Regions from separate parts of the Gossypium hirsutum genome. Here all the other regions are linked to region 1. Evidence: chromatin contacts called from public Hi-C data. All regions are on one chromosome and are shown on one strand. The core of a region is the stretch at or near the end of the contact, and the rest is flanking DNA. Distances in the headings are between cores, read along the strand shown. Region 1 holds the start of LOC107955925 (serine/threonine-protein kinase EDR1). Region 2 holds the start of LOC107888657 (kinesin-like protein KIN-14U). Region 3 holds the start of LOC107888682 (protein translocase subunit SecA). Region 4 holds the start of LOC107888756 (guanosine deaminase).

Region 1 (3,200 bases), core at 462-2,961:
ATAGCCCTAAAAATATGAAATCTTAAAGTAATTAGATTAATCTGCATAACATTTTCTTCTTTAAAATTTTTATTAGAAATTATATTTCGGATATTTTCTTAGACTAACATATTACATAAGATATGATTTGATTTTTAAGTTTTGTTACTTTTTTAAAGAATTTTCTTCTCAAGTATTATTGATAATTTTTAATAATAATTAATATATATTTTTAGCATGTAAGATTATTTAATTATATAATTAAAATTTAAACTACCAAATATGATATAGGAATTATGATGCAATTACATTTTATTAGCCAATGACTTCTAAGAAATTAAAACTCTTTATAATTATAAGAGAACGTAGTTACTTCAATTTCTTTGTAATGTCCAAACACACCCTTAAAATATGTTTGGTATACTAAGTATGGAATATAATTAGACTATTTGATAAATACAATTTTAAAAAATTAAAAACAAAGCATTTGGATAATATTTAAAGAAACAAAATAAAATAAAATAACTGAAAAAATACATTAAGTGATAGGTGACTCATTATCTTCTTTATCATTTTATACATTTTTTCTTTGAAAAAGTTCTATATTTTATTTTTTATGGATTATCAAAGTGCTTGAAAAATCCCTTAAAATATTAATTTTCAGTTGATTTGATTTTTTCAATAAGTTATCAAATAAGCTCTAAATCGTAAAAAAATCAAAATTTATGTATTATTTCTAGGTCAAATTATGATAATAATCATTGTAGTACATGTAAATTACAGATTTGGTCTATGTATCTTATTTGGATAATTTTAGTCCATGTATTTTTTAAATTTAAAATTTTAATATTAATTCAAAAGGTAATTGTTCAATTTATTAGGTTAAATCTACTATTAGTCTCATACCATATATAATTTGTGGATTTAATCCATATTTTCTAATTTGATAATTTTTAGTCCCTATACTTTTTGAATTTTGAAATTCCAATATGATTAAAAGCAATAGCCTTTAAGTCCATTAATGAAATAACGCAACTTTTTTATAAGCATTATATGAAAATAGTAAGATGGCTTGACATTACACCTATGATAATATATTTGTTGTATAATGTTTTTAAAATAACAACATTTAACTTGATGAATTAAATAATTGTCATTTTAGTCAAGACTAAAATTTAAAAATTCAAAAAATATAAAAAAATTTAAAAATATCAAATCAAAATATAAAAATTAAATTTACAACTTATACATATTAGAGAGACCAAGAACAAAATTTGACCAAAATTTTAACTTGATTAAATTGAAATTTGAATCAACTGAATCAAAAGTTATTTTTGAATTGATTAAATTGAAATTTGATACAAACTGATTAAATTAACTAAAAGTCGATTAAATTTATAGTCAAATTGATTGAGTCGGTGATCAAGTTTTAAATAAATTTTTAATTGAACCAATTAAACCGATTGAATGAATCAAATTGATGAAGAGGTAAATTTGAATATTTGATCATCTATCCAATTTAAAAAACATTATGACCCTCCACTCCAAGTATGCAAAACTCAATGCCAGCGTGTCTTATTTCCATTGGTTTCCTTCACTTGAACATCGTCAAACGAATGCGCGTGTAGGAAAAGATTATAAATGGCAATTTCGTAGATATTTCTCAAGGACAAGCCGTATTATTACCCACCAAGACTACTATATATACATACAGCAATACCATTCCTCTAAGTTTCCCTCCTATTGTTTCCGACATTACGTTGACCCTTCGAAAAAAAAAAAGTAAAGAAAAGAAAGTGAGAGAGAAAATGCGAGAAAGCGAGGAAACTGAGAAAGTGAAGAAGATGAAGAAACGAGAAAAAATGAAGCACATTTTTAAGAAGCTGCACATAGGAAGCAGTAACGATCCCGCTGATAATCAACGCGCAGCGTCCGAGAACTCTCCGGCGAGTCCTCCTACTACAACTAGTGCGTCATCGTCCCCGGTGACCGCGGCGACTGTGCCTGTAACCTCGAGCACGGGTTTGATTACGCCGTCATCGACGGTGACTGCGACGAATCGAGATTATATGTTATCGGAGGAAGAGTTTCAGGTTCAGTTAGCCCTAGCTATAAGCGCTTCGAATTCGGAGGATCCGAAGAAGGATCAGATCCGAGAAACGGCTATTTTGAGTTTAGGGAGTCATCATCGGATGGATTTGGGGGTAGGGAGGGATAAAGATGATGTGGCAGCCGAGGTCTTAGCCAGGCAGTATTGGGTATGTGTTTTTTTGTGTGTGTGTGTTTTTTAATAATTTTGAAGGTTGAATTGGAATTTTGGTAGGTCGAATTGGACTGAATGAGCTAGAATTTTGCTTTTTGTAGTTGATTCAGCTGGCTAAGTTTCGGACTATTTAATTAGGGCTAGTTACTGTATTGAATTTATGTGGAAAAGCTCGAATTAATTGTGCTTTTACTGGAGAAATGGAAGTCAATAGTGAATTGTTTTTATTTCAACTGTTTTGTATCTGATCATGAAGTAGGTTACTCTGGACTCTTGCTTCTTGTGAATTGTGGTGGACAAGCTGGGAAGAGCGTCTACCTTTAGGTTTTGATGGTTTATAGGAGTTTTATGTCTTCTTTTGCTTGATACTTTTTTTGAGGGTTGAACTGAAATTTTGGTAAATCTAATTAAAGTGAGTGGCCTGGATCAGGGGCGTTTAGTTTCTGCTATTGATTCATCTTTGGATTGATTGATTAGCACGAGCTATGGTTTGAGCTTTATTTTGGATTCTCATATATGGTGAATTTTTGTGAAAAAGCTTGAACTAATATGTGTTTCCACAAGAATTATGGTAGTTTATATACATTTTATCGTATTTTTTATAATCAAAATTTGAGCTTTGATGGTTTTCTAACTAGGAATGAAGTACCTGGAAACTGAACCATGGTGCGTTCTTGTGAATGAGCTTTAGTTTTTATGGTTAGCATTTGACTTTGCTGGTGTTACAGTTTGGAATTGGTCATATTAGGCCAGTTACTGTAAGCGTTTTGCTTCTTGCTAAACCGTGTAGGGTAAGCTGGTGAAGCAGCTATCACTTAGATTTCTTTTGTAATGGTCAGTGTTACAAATTTCAGGGTTTAATCAGAAGCTTGGAGACCTTGAAGGATTTTAATGTTAGCAGAAATCATTTTATAAGCCGAAGAGAATCCATTTAAATTGTCTTTGATAGCATGTTTCT
Region 2 (3,200 bases), core at 505-3,004, 390 kb after region 1:
AAGCTAGTAGATCTCTCAGATTGCCCATGTAAACCTCCAACATGCTCATAGAAAAAGTATAAGAAAATGACTTGTCCGAAGACACTTGCTGGAAAAGCTCCTTCAAAGCTCGAGGAACGATTCCCGGCTGGACCGTCGTGCCATCCTAAACAGTCATTCCAATCCTTCATCAAATTAATCCTCATAAATGCAAGAATGACACAAGCAAAATTCTCAACTACAGACCATTGTAAATGTCTTCCCAGTACCGGTTTGACCATAGGCAAGAATGGATACATTGTGCCCATCAAGTGCAGATCTGAGGATTGGTTCAACATCAACAAACACATCTTCTACAAGAATTTCAAGCAAGATCAATTGATCAACTCTCTTAATTATGTTACCGAATTTGGGGGAAAACCGAGTAAAATCTGAAGCTAACCTTGATTAGCTTCTTGATGGAAAATCTTATCGAATCCAAACTCTTTTCGACTTCCACTTGATGTGACGATAACCCGATCAAGTTCACTCGAAATAGGTTCCAGGGTTCGTCTCTTGTCTGTCGAAAGGAAAGGCCTAACTCGACAAAACACTCTAATGGTGCCTGCAAATTGACACCAATCCTTAAAACCAAACAGAATAAACACACAAGCTAATGTTCTTAACACAACAACAAGACGATAATTTACCTTTGATGTCTATTATCTTATTCAACGTTTCCCTCCTTTTCTCATCTATTGACCTTAGGATTAACCTCAATTCAGCAATTTCACCTAAAAAAAAATTTAAAACAAGCATATGTTAATGAAATCAATACAATAACCTCAATCCTTAATATGAAAAAGCTCAAAATTTTACCTTGTAATTTGTGTATAGACTGCTCAAGCTGGCTCTTTTCATGCTCAGGAACCACATTGACATCACAGAAAATGGTGGACAGTGATGGAGAATCAGGCAAATCTGGTGGTGGGGGCAATCCATTAAGGGAATCAGGACTTGATCCTACTGGAGATGATGTCGAACACTCTTTAACTTCATTTGAAGGCAAAGTGATTTCCTCTGTTTCACTACTAATCAACATTTTTCTTTTACCAAACAATCCAACCCCCTTTTGCAGTTATAAACCAACACTTTTTCTTGCCTTCAGAACACAGCAACAACCAAATAGATTTTCTGGAAATGAATGATAATAATAACTATAAAAAAGTAGAAGTAAATACTCAAAGGTTCTACTTTTTCTATTTAAGAAACGTCTTAAGTTGGCAAAAGTACAAAAAAGTAATAGAGAAACAGCTTAGATTTTAAAAAAGAAGGAGAAACAACTAAAACCAGCTAAAGATCTATATTTAGGTTGTAGAAGAAATTAAAATTTTAAAAAGAAACCCAGAATCTTTTTTGTCTAAAAACAACCCTAAAAAGCTAAGTTTGGACTATGGCACAAAATCTGATAAACCCAAAGATCAATAAAGCTTGTAATAATCAAAAGAGAACAACTTTATAGCTATCTTACTGTGTTAAATAAAACCCAAAAACAGGAAGAAGAAAAAATGTTGCCCGTAGTAATTATGAAGGCTTGGACTTTCATGCAAGAGAAAGATGAGCTTAAAGTCAACAGTGGGAGAGCTGGAATTTTCAAACACAAAGAGAAAATTTTGAGAAATCACAGAAAAAGGAAAAAGGAAATTTTGGTTTTACCATCAGTTAATATAAATGATGGAATAGTGAATAAATCTTTGGAGTCTGATTGTTTAAATGAAGCTTTTTTAAGCTTGTTTATTGAAAAAAGAACATGTTAAAATATATATAATGTAAGAATAAGTATTGGTTGGTCCAGATCTAAAGATCAAAACTGTAATTTTATTTATTTAGTTATTGTCATTTCAGGGAGGAGTGTGAGGGGCGGAGGAGCAAGATTGGAATAAGAAGTTATATCTCAATTGTTTGACTGAACTGAAAGTGAAGGAACTTGGATTGGATCCCTCCACGGTCAGAGTATGAAGTGAAAAAAATTTGATGACATGTAACTATCCACGATTTTGGATTTTTTTTAAAAAAAAAGTATATTTTAATGATCTAATCGTCATATTTTATATTTCTTTTATATAGATTATGTAAGTCAAATTTGACGTAAATTTAAAATTTTTAATTATATAGTTTATGTAAAAAAAATTTAACCGTTCTATATTTATTAATATATATATATATAATATTTTAGATTAATATAATAAAGATATTGAGTCGTTTAACTGTTGGAATATTAAAATATTAATAGTATAAAAATATACAAAAAAAGTGAAAAATTATTTTAGTTCTACCTCGGTATAAATAGATTCTCTCTTAAAAATATTATATAAATATATAATAATTTAGAAGTTATAAGTGTAATGTAAATATGATACAAATGAACATCGTCCTACTGAAATATTAATTACTAAATTATAACATATTTACAATGTGAGTGTAAAAAATATATTTATAAAAATGTGTCTTAAAACTAAACGAGACTTTAGATTATGTTTTATATATATATCATTATTAGTCATACCTAATTAATTTGTGACACTAATTTCAAGATATAAATGTTAACCCTCAAACATTAATAATATTAAGCAAAGATGGTACAAAACTAATCCACTATGTATACATGTTTTTCATCTCTATTTTTGTGACTTCAAATTCTTATTTTTACGATAAAAGCACTTACATTAATTTAAATATGGAAAAATAGTTGAAATTATAAAATCACCCTTCAAATTTATTTAACCTTCACTATATCCATCTTCTAACTCAATCCATATACAATTATATTGAATTTTATATAAGCAATTCAAAAATTCAACATAACCTTTTTGGGTAAAATATATAAAACATTTTGAATTGAAGTCTGCTACGATGCAATGAACATTTTTATAATACATATATATATTTAATTACGAACTACTGGAACAAAACACAAACATGTCTGTAACTGTCATTGTTTCTTACAACGTGGCCAAATTTGATTGGACAAAGGTTAAAGATGGGAAGGTATTTTTTTTGGTTACAAAAAGATTGAACAATTATTTTTTCTGACGGTTTATACAGAGAACCTAAAAACTTGCCGTTAACGGTAAAGATGTAATAATGGGCGGAGTACTACTTTTGGGATTGTTGAAATCATAAAATAAAATTTCAATAATTAATTTGAAAACATTAATGATAGTTTTATCAGTGAATACTTG
Region 3 (3,200 bases), core at 182-2,681, 340 kb after region 1:
TTCTTTTCCTTTATGCATCCATGTTTGATGCAAGTCTCGGACCAGAACGAATATAGGGATATAATCCTCTAGAAATCCTCCAAATACATGAAAAAACTTTGACAAAAAATGAACATAACACACCTGTGTCAAACATATATATCAGACACTCAAACTATAGTCTGAATAACAAGATGTAAAATCATCATTTTGATTCAGATAATATGCATAACCAACTCCCCTACCCTCTTAGACAAATATCTTACTTATCTTTCAAATAGCTTATCCTACATTCAACGTCATATTCACCGAGCAGCAGCCAAAAGACAAAGATACATTAACTTAGAGAATTTAAGATCAGACAAATTGAGCGATAAGCATAAAGACACTAGCTCATACATTTTAATCATCCAACAAATGATCAGCAAAAACATAACTGAAAAAAACCACTGGTGAACCTACCTCAGCAAAGTTCTTTGGCATCGGTTTGCCTTCCTCTTTCAGCTGAACCATCTTCTTATGAACTTCTTTAGCCCATGTGAACTTCGCAAGAGCATTCTCAACATCTAATAAAGTACAATCACATTGTTTTGCAGCTTCTTTCTTTTGACTCAGTTGGAGATTCTAAAAAAAAAAAAAGAAGTCAAAATCTAAATCCACAATCAGCGAATTCACCCGCAGGGCTCCAACCATAAACGTAAATAAAATCAGCATCAATAACAACCAACAAATTCGCCACTCAACTGAGAACACATTTAACATAATATAATAAAGCAAAAAAAAGAAGAAAATTCATAAAAATAAATTTGAGAGGAAAACTAGAAAACAACCTCGCCGGTCGGCTCACAACCTCCAAGATACCTAACGATGGCTAATTTTTTCTCAAAAACATCCTCAAACGTAGCCTCGCTGGTTCTACCAACTATGTATTGCTTAAATTTCCCTACATTTCTAGCATTCTCCAGTTCATCGGCAAATCCTAAAGTAATAACATTAAGTAGTATTATCAAATTAATTTTAAAATTTCAAAAACAAAAATGTGAATTAATAGTAGTAAAAAAAAAGGGAACTACAACTAAATGAAACCCAGGTAAATGAGCTAAAGTGAAAGTGATGGTCAGGAGATGACTCACGGAGGAGAGTGAAGGATTCGGCACTGGTTACATGATCATCTGGAGAGGTCTTCTTGCCGGTGAAGACCTCTTTGATCGAGTCCATCCATGAGGAGTGGACAGGTGACGTGGTGAAGATCGGACATTGCTGTGATAAAATCAAGTGACGTTCGGGGTAACTGTATCCAGAAGAAATGAAGTTTCTCTTGGAAATGCTGTTTACGAATCTAGAAGAAAGCATTATCTATGGAAAAAATGGGAAGTTCTGCCAAGTTTCCCAGGTTTATCAATGAAATAGACGATATAGATGCTCTTGATCCTTTATTTTAACTCTTATAGTCGCTGAAACACTGCGTTCTGAGTAAAATAAATCTTGGATTACTTTAGTAGAGTTAGAAGTTTAATTCTTAATATATAAAAAAGTCCCTGTAAAATAATTTAATAATCAATTAAACCCTCAATCGAAAATAACATTCAGTTGAGCCCTTAATCGAATATAAGATATCAATTACGACTCAAAAAATCAATTTCTGTGTAATCCCTTGACTTCCATTAATTTCGTTACATGACATGTCAGGATTATGCCACGTAACAAAATCGGGTAATTCCCCTATTTAAAAAATCATGAAAAATCTTTAAAAAAATTTCAAGCTTTTTGAATTTTAAAAATTTTAAAAATAAATAGATTTTTCAGGATTTTAAAATTATTAAATATTTTGAAAAAACTGAAAAAATATAATTTTAAAAAAGAATTAAAGTTGTAAAAAGCCATCATTTTTTAAAAAAACAATTAAGCCATTATTTTTTTTCACTCAATTAGATACTTGAAACTTTCAAAATGCTTTAAAAGGCCCTCAAACCTTTTCAAACAAAGCAATTAAGCCCTTTTTTTTCCTTTTTTTTTTGCATTCAATTGTGTATTTCTATTTTCAAAATGCATAAAAAAAAGACTATTTTACTGTTAACTTTAACAGTTGACCATTAAAATTAATTGTCCCTAATTTTTTTAATTAAAATCATCGTGAGTCATAATCACGATGTGGCATGCGGTAAAAAATAAAAATCAATAAAAATTATTATATTTAATAAAAAATATTAAAACTTTGAAAAAATTATAAAAATTGTAAAAAAAATGTAAAATTTTATAAAAATCATAAAATACATCAAAAAATTCCTTTAAACTTTAACTTTAGCTGTTGACTGTTGAAGTTAATGACTCCCAATTTTTTTCAATTAAAGCATCACGTGTCCCAACACATCGTAACATGTGGTGAAAATGATAAAAAATAAAAATTAATAAAAGTTATAGAAAGATTAGAAAATGTTTCTTTTAGTACGATTTTTTTTAAAGGATAAGATAAAAACTTAAACTTCAAAATTTATTTTTATTTAATATAATATACATTTAAAATTTTATTTTATTAAAACTATTTATAAATTTTTACAAATATAAGAATATCTATATTGGATCTTTTTTATATTATTTATTATTAATATAATTATTCTTTTTTATAATTATTCTTTTATTTGTAAAATTTCATCAACTTTATTTTTTTCTAAATCAATTATTTATCCTAACAAAGCAATTACAATTCTTACCTTTAGAATTGATAAATTCTATAATGTTAATATTTTAAAAATCTCAAAAAATTTAAGATTCTTTGTCCAAATGTCATGGACAACGCGAATGAGCCTATAATTGATATACACATTTTAGACCATTTATGTTTCCTTTGAGTCATTTGGCCTGACAAAAATGACTTATTATTTGAAAGAAACTCAAGACTCATGTATTTGGTTCCTAGTTAAAATATATACTCTGTTAACTTATATTTTTACTAGGAAAATTATTGTAAATCCTAAAAATAAAAATATATATAGTTTAAATCTTTCAAAACTCTCATCTTATAAATAAGCACTAATCTCATTCGTTGATGTAACTTAATCTATATTGCTAAATTTGAGATAATTACTTCATTTTCGAGTTAAAAATATATATTTGAAAGTATTTTTCTTTTTAAGGCTATACAATTTGCCAAACTAAAGTTGTAACCAGTGAGACAAGTTAGAACCAAATTGTGAATGATGCTTCGATCATCCGATTCGTTT
Region 4 (3,200 bases), core at 322-2,821, 310 kb before region 1:
AAATGTTTAGAATTTTAAAATTAAGTTATTGAAATGCTAATGATTGCTTGTTTTAGAAAAATTAAGTTATTAAAATTTTAAAGATTTTAAAAAATAAATAATTCAAAAGGTTCAATATAAATATTGTTATATTTGTAAAAAAAATATACATAGTTTTAATAAAAACAAAATTTTAAAAATATATATTAGATTATTAAAAACACGATTTTTGAAGGTTTTTTTCTATCTTGGAATGAGACTACATGTATTAAATAAAATAAAATAATGAAAAATTTTAAAAAATCGCCTCTTTAAGTGGAATTATCCACAAATTTTGAAATTCACTAATATATTCAACAAACAAGTAAATTATTTTTTAGAATTTTGAAAATCTTCATAAAAATAAATCTCTCCTACAAATTCCTTACTCAAACAGATCCTAACAGCATGTTTGGATGAAAAATTTTAAAATATTAACTGTTTAGAATTCATTAGTTCAAAACACTAACATTTACAATTACTTTATTCAAATAAATAATTGATTTAGAAAAAAAAATAGGTTATTAGAATTTTAAAAAAACTAATTATATTAAAAATAAATAATATAAAAATATCCAAGATGGATATCATTTTAATTGTATTTTTATAAATAGTTTTAATAAAATAAAATAAATAATAATGAATTTTGAATGGAATAGAAATATGAGTAATTCTGAAAAGGCATAATGAATTTTTTGATCCTCCAACTTTATAAAAAAAGTTATTTTAACCTTTTATTTAATTTTTCATCTTTTTAACATTTGAATTTGTATTATTTGTCAAATCACCCTAAAATAGATGGAAAAGTTAATGTTTGTTAATTTTGATGACGTCATACATGTTGATTGCTATGTGTATACAACGTTAGCAATTAATTAAAATTTTAAAATACTTTTTATATATTTTTTAATTTTTACAATTTTAAAAATATTTAATTGCTTGCATGGATCACATTAATAAAATTAAAATAATAATAATTTTTTATTTATTTTTAGGTGATATGACAAAAAATAAGTTTAAGAGCTAAAATGGATAATAAATTAAAGGAATGAGTAAAATGATTTTTTCATAAAGCTAAAAGGATAAATAAGTAATTATGACTTTTAAACACCACCAAGTTTGGTGAAAATTAACCCCCCCTGAAATTATCTACAAATTTTAAAATTCTTTCATATATTTACTTAAACAAATAAATTTATTTTTATAATTTTGAAAACATGATACAAATTAAATCGATCCTACAACTTATAAATTAATAAATTAATATTTATTTAAATATAATAAAAATAAAATTTAAAACGTTTTAATATATTTATTTTAGCTTTTAGATTTGACCTTAAAAACAAAATAGAAATAGTTCAAAAAGAAGTTAGTGGTTGAGAACAGCCTAAAAATAACCCATCACAAACAACTCTGGAGACTCCTATAAGTGCTTTCAGGAAAACCAAAAAAAAAAAAAAAAAAAAAAACATAGACTCCCATAGGAAAATATAATTTTTTTTAAAAAAAAGGGCATTGAAAAGAAAACAAATAAACTGAATCAGCCCCAAGATAAAAAAGAGATTCCCATTTGTCTTTTATTATATTGCATGTGTTTTTTCTGCAACTTGAATTTTTTCCTTTTCCCTTTCCTTTGTAACTCTTTATTTTTAATTTTCTCCTCCATGAGTCTTATTTAATATTTAATAATATATATTACATATAAATATACATTCCTATATAATTACGTGAACAAGCCTTGCTGGTTCTCCTATCTTTCTCTCTTTCACATTTTATCTTCTCTTTTTCCCATATTCTGTTGACTACCCCCATTTGCCTTTCCTTAACCCAGCGTTTCAATTTTCTTCTCTGTTTTTTTTCTCATCATGGAAGAGGCAAAGGGTATGCTTTTCTTTCTGGGTTTTGTTTTTATATTTTTTAAGATTTTGTTTTCTTGATCTTTAATCCTTTCTTTCTCTTTTTTTTTTCATCTTTCATGAAAATTTCATTGTTACTTTTCCAGAATCTGAGAGAACTGAATTTTTCCACTTCGCTTTGCATTTCTAGTTTTAGTATTAGACAGATCAATTGAATTTGTGAATGCCTGGAAGTAAAAAAGGAACTCACTTTTTCCACAATTTGTTTTAAATTATAGTTTTTAGGTTTTATGCATGCATTTGAAGAATATTATGTGTCTCAATTTTCAATCTTATTTTGTGAATAATTAATTGTAATATTAATGTTTCTTTTTATTTTTATTTAAAAAAAAAACAGTGTTGGAAGCTAAAGAAGGAACCATTTCCGTTGCCTCTGCTTTTCCTGGTCATCAAGAAGGTAATTGTCAACTTTTCATAGGATTTAATGTTAAAAAGCTAATATTAAATGGCCTCTTCATAGTTGCTACCATTAGAATTATTTCGGTAGATTCAAGATATTCTTTTTCATTCATTGAATTTTGCCTATTGTTTTAGTATAGTAATGGAGATTTACTTCCTTCAATACACATATCTTATGGTTTACTTTTTTAGCTGTCACATTTTATAGATCAGACTGATATTTATGATCTGGTATATTGCTTGGATATGCTGTGTTAATCTATGTTACCTGGGGCGAGTCTGAACATATGTCGGACATAGGTGTTAGACTCGGGTTTAGGAAAAACGAAGAGTAGAAATAACGTAGGTGTTATGTGATGGCTTTTAGCTGTGTCACAGTTTATGGATCATACTGATGGTTATCATTGATGATGTGGTATACTGCTTAGATATTCCGTGTTAATTTATGTTTCCTGGATTTGAGGATGACCGCATATCAATGTCCGGGTATGTGTCGTACATAGGTGTTGGACACAGGTTTAGGAAAAATAAAGAATCTATGTCAGAGTTTATGGATCATGGTGATGGTTATCAGTATTGTTGATCTGGTATGTTGCTTAGATATGCTGTTTTGATCTATGTTACCCAGACTTGAGGATGAGTTCATATCCATATCTAGATATGTATTGCACATAGGTGTTAGCCATGGGTTCGGGAGAAACAAAGAGTCTGGATGGCATAGCTGTGTTATCCAATAGTAGGTTTTTTAGTTATCACAAGTTATGGATCATAGTGAGGGTTGTCATTATTGCTTGGATAATCAATATGTCATAAGTATAAGAGACGGGGTTCTGGACAACATGGGAGTGAATGATTCAAAGATACTTG

The links. A called contact is a pair of places that touch in the nucleus more often than the background predicts.
Region 2: a contact with region 1 is called in a Hi-C map of leaf, with 1.9 times the contacts expected there. The contact joins the promoter of LOC107888657 here to the promoter of LOC107955925 in region 1. A contact is called at or near these places in 9 of 34 Hi-C or Micro-C datasets (callus, fibers, hypocotyl and 1 more).
Region 3: a contact with region 1 is called in a Hi-C map of leaf, with 2.4 times the contacts expected there. The contact joins the promoter of LOC107888682 here to the promoter of LOC107955925 in region 1. A contact is called at or near these places in 7 of 34 Hi-C or Micro-C datasets (anther, callus, fibers and 1 more).
Region 4: a contact with region 1 is called in a Hi-C map of leaf, with 2.3 times the contacts expected there. The contact joins the promoter of LOC107888756 here to the promoter of LOC107955925 in region 1. A contact is called at or near these places in 2 of 34 Hi-C or Micro-C datasets (both in leaf).

The regions. Positions count from the first base shown.
Region 1 is chrA11:109,716,574-109,719,773 of Gossypium_hirsutum_v2.1, forward strand. LOC107955925 (serine/threonine-protein kinase EDR1) reads left to right here and starts at 1,712. Exons shown (of 13, transcript XM_041081701.1): 1 at 1,712-2,237. The coding sequence starts at 1,788.
Region 2 is chrA11:110,105,901-110,109,100 of Gossypium_hirsutum_v2.1, forward strand. LOC107888657 (kinesin-like protein KIN-14U) reads right to left here and starts at 1,755. Exons shown (of 11, transcript XM_016812835.2): 1 at 1,490-1,755; 2 at 838-1,152; 3 at 669-752; 4 at 422-583; 5 at 226-332; 6 at 1-145. The coding sequence starts at 1,060.
Region 3 is chrA11:110,057,869-110,061,068 of Gossypium_hirsutum_v2.1, forward strand. LOC107888682 (protein translocase subunit SecA) reads right to left here and starts at 1,432. Exons shown (of 5, transcript XM_041081705.1): 1 at 1,113-1,432; 2 at 810-958; 3 at 442-603. The coding sequence starts at 1,332.
Region 4 is chrA11:109,403,156-109,406,355 of Gossypium_hirsutum_v2.1, forward strand. It overlaps LOC107888756 (guanosine deaminase), which reads left to right and starts at 1,572. Exons shown (of 5, transcript XM_016812952.2): 1 at 1,572-1,899; 2 at 2,272-2,331. The coding sequence starts at 1,884.